Linked DNA regions of Macaca fascicularis: region 1 is linked to region 2. The links are chromatin contacts, called in public Hi-C maps. All regions are on one chromosome and are shown on one strand. Each heading gives the region's core, a stretch centred on a gene start, on an enhancer-like site or on the middle of the called end of the contact. The rest is flanking DNA. Distances are from core to core; before and after follow the strand shown.

Region 1 (3,371 bases), core at 743-3,242, 540 kb after region 2:
GGTTGAGGGAGACAGGGATGTGATTCCTGAAAATAAAACTCTCTGCCCTAAGTTCCCAGAAAAGATATTTTCTACAATAATCTCTCACCATTTCCACTCACCCCCAGCCCACCCCGCCCCCTTCACTGAGAAGATGCCTTTGCAATTAGTCTTCTGGCTGCAATAGCAGGCTTGGATAAGAGCTCCAGTGTTTAATCTTTAACGCAAAGCTGCAGATGGAAAGGAAAAGGAAAGCACCAACCCCCCTACCCACCTCCTTGTCAATAGCAGATTGGGGGTGGTGGGGATGGGGGCAGAGCCACCAATGGCAGGTTTCTGTTCCAATAGGACCCTGGTCACCTGCCCAAATATACCCAAGATTTGGAAAGGGTGCAGGTCAGGGACCTAGGAGTTAGTTCCCAGCCCATGTGGATGTCATTGTGCAAATTCTAATGTTGGTCCCTTAGGATCAGCAGGGGGGGACCGGGAATCTGTAACTGCAACCACCCCACCGAGAGGATTACAGGAACCCAGTGGAGAGCTGGTTCCCAACAATGAGGTTCATTTAAAAAGTCCTGAGGGGGGAGGGGGCCAAAGAAAGAAATAGATCAAAGAGCCAGGAGAGTCGAGAAAAGAAGGAAGAAGTGTTGGGGAGCTCTGGCAGCCGGGCCGGCAAGTGGAGTTTGGGAATGTGCAGGGAAGGAAGGAAGCTGAAAAATTCAAACTTTTTTAAAGTTACTCTTCAGCTCCTCGGCGTCCCTGCACCCCAACCCTGAAGCCCTGGGGCGTTGGCAGCTGCACCAACAGGAGCAGCAAGCTGGGAAAACAGAGCAACATGACCCGACGTGTTAAGAGAAGGCAGAACACTTCAGCAATTAAAAAGTAGCCCAGCAGCTTCACCCTTTCAAATTGGGAGGGGGAGGTTGGAAAGAAATTTAACAACATCCGTAGGCTTTTGCTATGTATATTTAAACCGCAGTCCTGGAACATTCCGAGCTTAAAACTTGCTTTTTCAACACTGGCTGACAAGCAACATGTTTTAAGGAGGCCCCCATTAAATCCTTACTCGCGGGACTCTTGAGTTCAAGCCAGCATTTCGTCGCCACCCGCCCCCCCATCCTCCCCCCCATCCTCCCCCCACCCCCCGCCGCAATCGACGAACCGCAATGCCTCTGCAACACAGGTAAGCGGGTCAACCTGAATGCCTCTTTCACCCCAAAGTTTGCTGCACGATCGGCTATCGCGGGAAGAAGCCCAACGGAGCTAGGGCGGACTCAAGCCCCACTGCAAACTTGTTCTGCAACATCTTTTTGAATCACAACTTGGCCTTTCTTCCTCGCATAGCCCCAGCACCCCGCAAAGAGTGGAGGAAAACAACGTCCCGAGACTCACTTCCCCGAGGGATCTCCCACTCCCAACCCCACGGGTGGGTAATGCTGCTGGACAGACCTAGGACGCACACTGGGAACCCGATCAGACCAGCGAACCTGGGATCCAGCAGCACGTTACGTAAAAAAGAATCGCCCAAAACTTGTCCCAATCTCAGCCCTCCCCCCGAGGCCTCCGGGCTGCCCTGCCAGGCAAACTTCGCCCCTCAAAACCCTGGCCTCCAGATTCACATGTAATCCCCGCCAGGAACTGTTGAAACTCAAAGGGTGGGAAGGACGAGGCCAAATTCCTTCAAACTTGGGAGAAATGCGGGAGGAGAAAAGAATCATCTCGCTGCACCACCTACCCCACTGCCTTCCAAGACCCAAACTTTTGGGGATTATATTTTAAGGCAAAAGAAAAAGACTTTTTGAAAAGCAAACGCTCCGCCCCCCTTTACCTTGCATAAAACTTCGCTCAAGTCGAAGATGGTGGCAGACACGAGGGTGGTGGTCATTCTGTGCGCTCGCGCGGGCCAGGGGCGAGGATCTGGTGTGTCGCGAAGGTCCCGATGCGGGGAAGGCGCAGCCTCTCCTGTCTGGAGTCCCACACGCCAGTTCCCGGCGCCCCTCGCCTTTCTGACTCCGGGGCTGGGGCGCGCAAAGCCCAATTTATAAAGTTTCAGATTTGGTGGGCCGGGGGGAGGAGGAGCTTTAAACTTATTTAAATGAGGAAGAGGAGGAAAAAGAAGTTGATTGACACTGGAGTTGAATCAGCCATGCGGTCAGGCGGGGAGGGGGGGGGCAGGGGGAGGAGAAGAAACTTTCAAAAGGAAGAAGGGGGAGGGGAGACGAGAAAAGAAGGCGGAAAAAAAAAAAAAAAAAAAACCCACTCCGAGCCGCGCACAACTTTTTTTTTTCTTAAAGAGGAAAAGTTTCGAGTCGGCTGACTTCCCTACCCCGCGCTTCAGGCGCCCCTCTCCGGGGCTGCGCGGGCGCAGAGCGGGAGGGGCGCGCCCCCTCCTTTGTCAGCCTCAGAGCGCGGCTGTGACGTCACTCATTCCACTCCCTCCGGGGTTCTTGTTGTCGTGTTGTTGTTTTTTGTTGGGCAGGAAGGCAGGCTCGACTTTCTCTTTTTGCCAGCGGGAGCTGAAGCCCGTCCTTAGCGCCCGGTCCGTGGTTTCCATCTTGAGCTGGTGATCCCCTTGAAACTTCCCCAAGTGTCTGCACAACTTACCTTTTCCCGACTTCTCTTCTACACTCGCCTCCCCTCCGCAAACCCGGCAGGCCGAGGACATTAGAAATTTGGGACGCACAGAACGTTCAAGTCTAGGATTTTATGTTGCTGTTTTTTTTTCCAGCGGGGCGTAGGGTGGGGCGCGGTGCGGGGGGGAATAGGGAAACTTTTTCCCCCAGGAGGACACGGCCTGGCGGGGGCGAGCGCGGCACAGTTTAGCGCGCCGCACGCGTCGATACTCGCGCTCGCTTTGCAGCCGGCGCTCTCCGGGTGTGGGCGGGTGGGGGGGGTCGCAAAAAAAGACCACAACCAGGGCCGATTGTTTTACCAGGCCTAGGCGTGGCGTTTCTTTTCACGCATCCAATCTTTATACTTTAGTCAAGAAAACCCTAATCCTTCCTGAATGCCCCTTCCTCCCAGAAAAAGCCCACCGAGCAACTAACTCACTACTTTCCACGCGCGCTCTGAATTCTAGGCGGCGCCACAACCCTCCCTCCTCCTCCATCCTCCCCCCACACACCTCAAGACTCTAGAACAATGAAAAAAGGTTACTTTGGTAAGAATGAAGGTAAAGAGGTGGACGGAGACGGCACTTTAAACTTGTTACTTCTCTCTCGCCCCCACGGGAGTGGAACGTATGGCTTGTCACGCTGCGCCGTTTTGGCGGGAGGTGGAGTGGGGGGCATGGGAGCCACGAAACCGAAGGGCCCGCAATGGAGCATGACTCCCTTGAAAATGATAAAATATATACTGTTAGGTTTGGATGCCACCCACCCAAATAAAAAGTT
Region 2 (3,419 bases), core at 445-2,944:
AATAAGAATTCATCAAAAACATAGAAGCTGCATTTCCTAGGAAATCGAGGCTTTTTCCTGTATTTGGGAGTGGTGAAGGATACGCCCAAGAACTTGGAACAGATACAGCATTGGCAGACAAACAATAGATCTGTAGGGCAGGACTTCCTTTTTATTCTCCTGAGCTCTCTCTCCCATTGTTTCAGAGAAGATGGAGCAAACATCCAGACAGAAGCTGCTTCAGTATTGTCTTCTATTGATAGGCTGCTTGTGTTCAGTGATTCCTCTGGCCCATAGTGTCTGCTGGACAGTTGGAGGCTTTTTGAAGCCATTGTACTGTTAGAAAATAATTAGAGTGAATGAAACAGTGGATAGGGGTTAACAACAATTCTTTGTTGCAAGCAATTGGTAGTCTTGGCATCGGTATTGGTAACAAGGCCAATCTAGTGGAAGGAATCGAAACAAAAGATGGAAAAGTTGTGGCTGGTTTATCTGATCCATCCAGCAAATCCACCCATGCATGGCCATTGTGTCCTGTGAGCTCTCTGGAAATGCCTTTGGTCACACTGCATTCCAAGCCCCTGGGTGGGTAATTTCTGGGTAGTCTTGTACATGGATTTGTTAGACTTTCCCATAACAAAAATGGCAAGACACAGGTGTTGTCTTGGCAATTAATCACATACTTCATAAAGAAAATAATGTCCTAACATTTGGGTAGATGAATGGCATGGTAGAAAAGGCCCATGATGTTTCTTTTGGAAGGAAGGTTAAAGAATGCCCTAACACTAACTAGCTCAGATATGTTGATTGATACCAAGGGGAAAACATCTAGGCAAAACCATGATCTATGTCCTCATTGTCTCCTCCATCTCCTCCAGACCAGTTAGGCCCTGTCCTGGTCTAGGAGTTTGTATTGTGATCTAGAGGGGGCCCAGCCATGGTGGGGTCCAACAAATTGGGGTGTACTTCAAAGATAGTGGTTCTTATTGGAAAACTTTGTAAGCTGAATGCCTATCTTCTCCTCACTAATTTGGGGAACTGGAGCTGCTGCTAAATTCTGAGTCAAATAGACTTGCAACTGTGGTTGATCAGATTCATGATGTATTAGTAATACATGGAAGTGGTGCCTTATGTTGGGGCCCTGGGTTCCTACTGGAAGCCTGTCACTTAGATTTGTATGATATTGGTAGGATCTGCTACTGTGTGATGCTTTGTTACATCCTCCTTTCAAGTCAGCTTTCCACCAGAGCTTCCCAAGAACAGAGAGGCCTGCCTCCAATATTTGGTTCAAATCATGCAACATAAGTTACCTTATATCTCTTTTCCTGTTGCTTATCTAAAAGGACGGAGACTCAGAGGCAGTTTAGAAGTGGAGGTGGGCATGTCTCCAAGGCGATTTATGACTTTAGACACATATCCCTAAAAGGCGAATTCCTGCTCTCACAAGTTTGAATAGGGCTCTAATCCCACAATCTGATTTAGGCCAAGAATGACTTACATTTGAAATCCCAAACCAAGACTGTTCAAGATCCGTATTAAAGTCTGAGCAATGAGGTGGAGGTGGTGTTCACCTCTACATTATTCTGAGAACGAGCCTGACCCTCATGGATCTGTGTGTGTGAGGAGTGGTGGTTGTCAGGAGCAGGGGAAGGTAGTGTGGGGAGTGAAGGAGGGGAGAGAGCAGTGTGCTTATTTTCAGTTTGTCAGCTGCTCTGGAAAATGGCCAAAATGAATGAGATACAGCAAGCCTTCAGGGCTGCTGTAAGCCAAGGAGAGACAAGGCCCCTCCTTTTAAAAAGCTCTGTGGAATTTAGACTTAAAGTTTTATATGTTATTTTGTTTAGGGTAAATGTGAAATCCCTAAACATTCCCCAGGAAATGTTAGCTCCCAGGAACACACAGTGGGCCCGAACTCCCTGAACAGAAGTACATTTTGAGGGAGAAAAAAGAATTCAGCATCCTTCCATGTAGCCTCCTGGCTCTGTTTGGCCAGCGGAGAAAGATTGATGAGAACCATGATTAGATCTGTCTCTGTGGCCTCCAGCAGATTATTGGAAAGACTTGAAAAAAAAATCTTTTAGACAAAAGAGGGTAGAAGTTCCAGTAGACAGGAGAAAGAAAAGGACTAAATCTTCCAGGCCAAAATATGCCAGGGTTTGTACAAACCAGGGAGATGGAGCAAAGCTGAGCACTTTTATGAGAAGAGGCACTGCCATCAACCTAAAGGAGAGAGAATCTGGGACATTTAAGAAAAGGGGGCTTCCATATGGGAAGAAGGGCTTGTGAACCCAGTGTGGTTGTGAATTCTGTAACAGAAGTCACCAGCTGGGCTTTTTCTAGGCATGAGTTATCTTCTTTACTGGCAATCGTGTTCCAAGTTTAATCTCTCCACAGTGTGACTTTGGTCTCACATTCACATCATGAAAACTCCAGGCTGTTTTTTGCTGTACTCCCGAGCAATGTTGACATTTCTAAGGAGAGAGGAAATCTGGATAAATAGAGTTCTTTTCTTGGCATTGTTAAAAATATTACTAAAAAGAGCAAAGGGTGTTTTCAGAGCTAAGTGGAAGTAGTCTTTCTTTGCAATTTTGAAAGGCCAGGTAGGTGGCTGGGTAAGCACTTTCTTGCAGCCTGTTTGTTTTAGCCCGCAGTGGTTTCTGAGCAGCTCTAAGTTCTGATAAAGGACACAAACACACCCATGCTACAGTGGCCATCTCACCTAATGCTGTCTTTTCTATCCTGTGACTGAAAATTTATATAACTTGTAGGACATTTCTGAAAATTACATTATAGCTAGTCTATCACTGATTTTGAATTTTCTTTAAATTTTGCTATCAAAAGCAGAACAACAACTTGTCATCATAGAACTGGAAGGCATGGTTATTTTGTTTACCCCTGACTTATTGCCCATTCGGAAACTGAAATTGCTTAAAGTTACATTGCTAGTTAGTGCAGGAATGGAAATGAAAAACTATTTCCTGATGCCTGGTTTATCACAATGGAAGGCTCTGCCCACAAGAAGGAAAGTTCAGTTCAGATTCCCTGTAATTTTAAGAACTTTCGTGAATATACTAATTTTAGTAGAAACAGCTAATCAAGATGGCTTACCATTCTCAATGGGACACAATTTTAAGGAGAAACACTTGGAATAATCTAATTTTAAACTGTAATGCTATTTCTTGATTTGTCTATTTGGGGGATTTTTTTTTACATGTTGCATGACATACTTGCACATTTGCCTTTTTAATACTTTTTTTAGCCCTGAAAGCACTTATTTAAGAATGATCACTAGCACTCCAGGACAAGTTAAATACAGAAAGCCACATACATATAAATGGCAGCCATAACTGCAAAAAGAGAATAATATAGTAAGGGAAATGGTCTTCAGGGTGCTGCAGAGTGCTTTATAGTTACCAAATGCCTTCATGTATGTTTCTAAT

Evidence for each region. Hi-C and Micro-C count contacts between places; a contact is called where the count stands out from the background.
Region 1: a Hi-C map of liver shows a contact between it and region 2, with 3 times the contacts expected there. The contact joins the promoter of ZFP36L1 here to the enhancer-like site in region 2. A contact is called at or near these places in 2 of 2 Hi-C or Micro-C datasets (liver and skeletal muscle).

The regions. Positions count from the first base shown.
Region 1 is chr7:136,682,370-136,685,740 of T2T-MFA8v1.1, forward strand. ZFP36L1 (ZFP36 ring finger protein like 1) reads right to left here and starts at 1,993. Exons shown (of 2, transcript XM_045396605.2): 1 at 1,808-1,993. The coding sequence starts at 1,864.
Region 2 is chr7:136,140,372-136,143,790 of T2T-MFA8v1.1, forward strand. The region is part of intron 8 of RAD51B (RAD51 paralog B); the gene reads left to right. Among named protein-coding and RNA genes, the nearest start is that of RAD51B, 420 kb to the left of the region's middle. Within about 2 kb of position 1,695, at least 1 of the 6 cell types and tissues checked has an H3K27ac peak or open chromatin away from gene starts, as enhancers often do.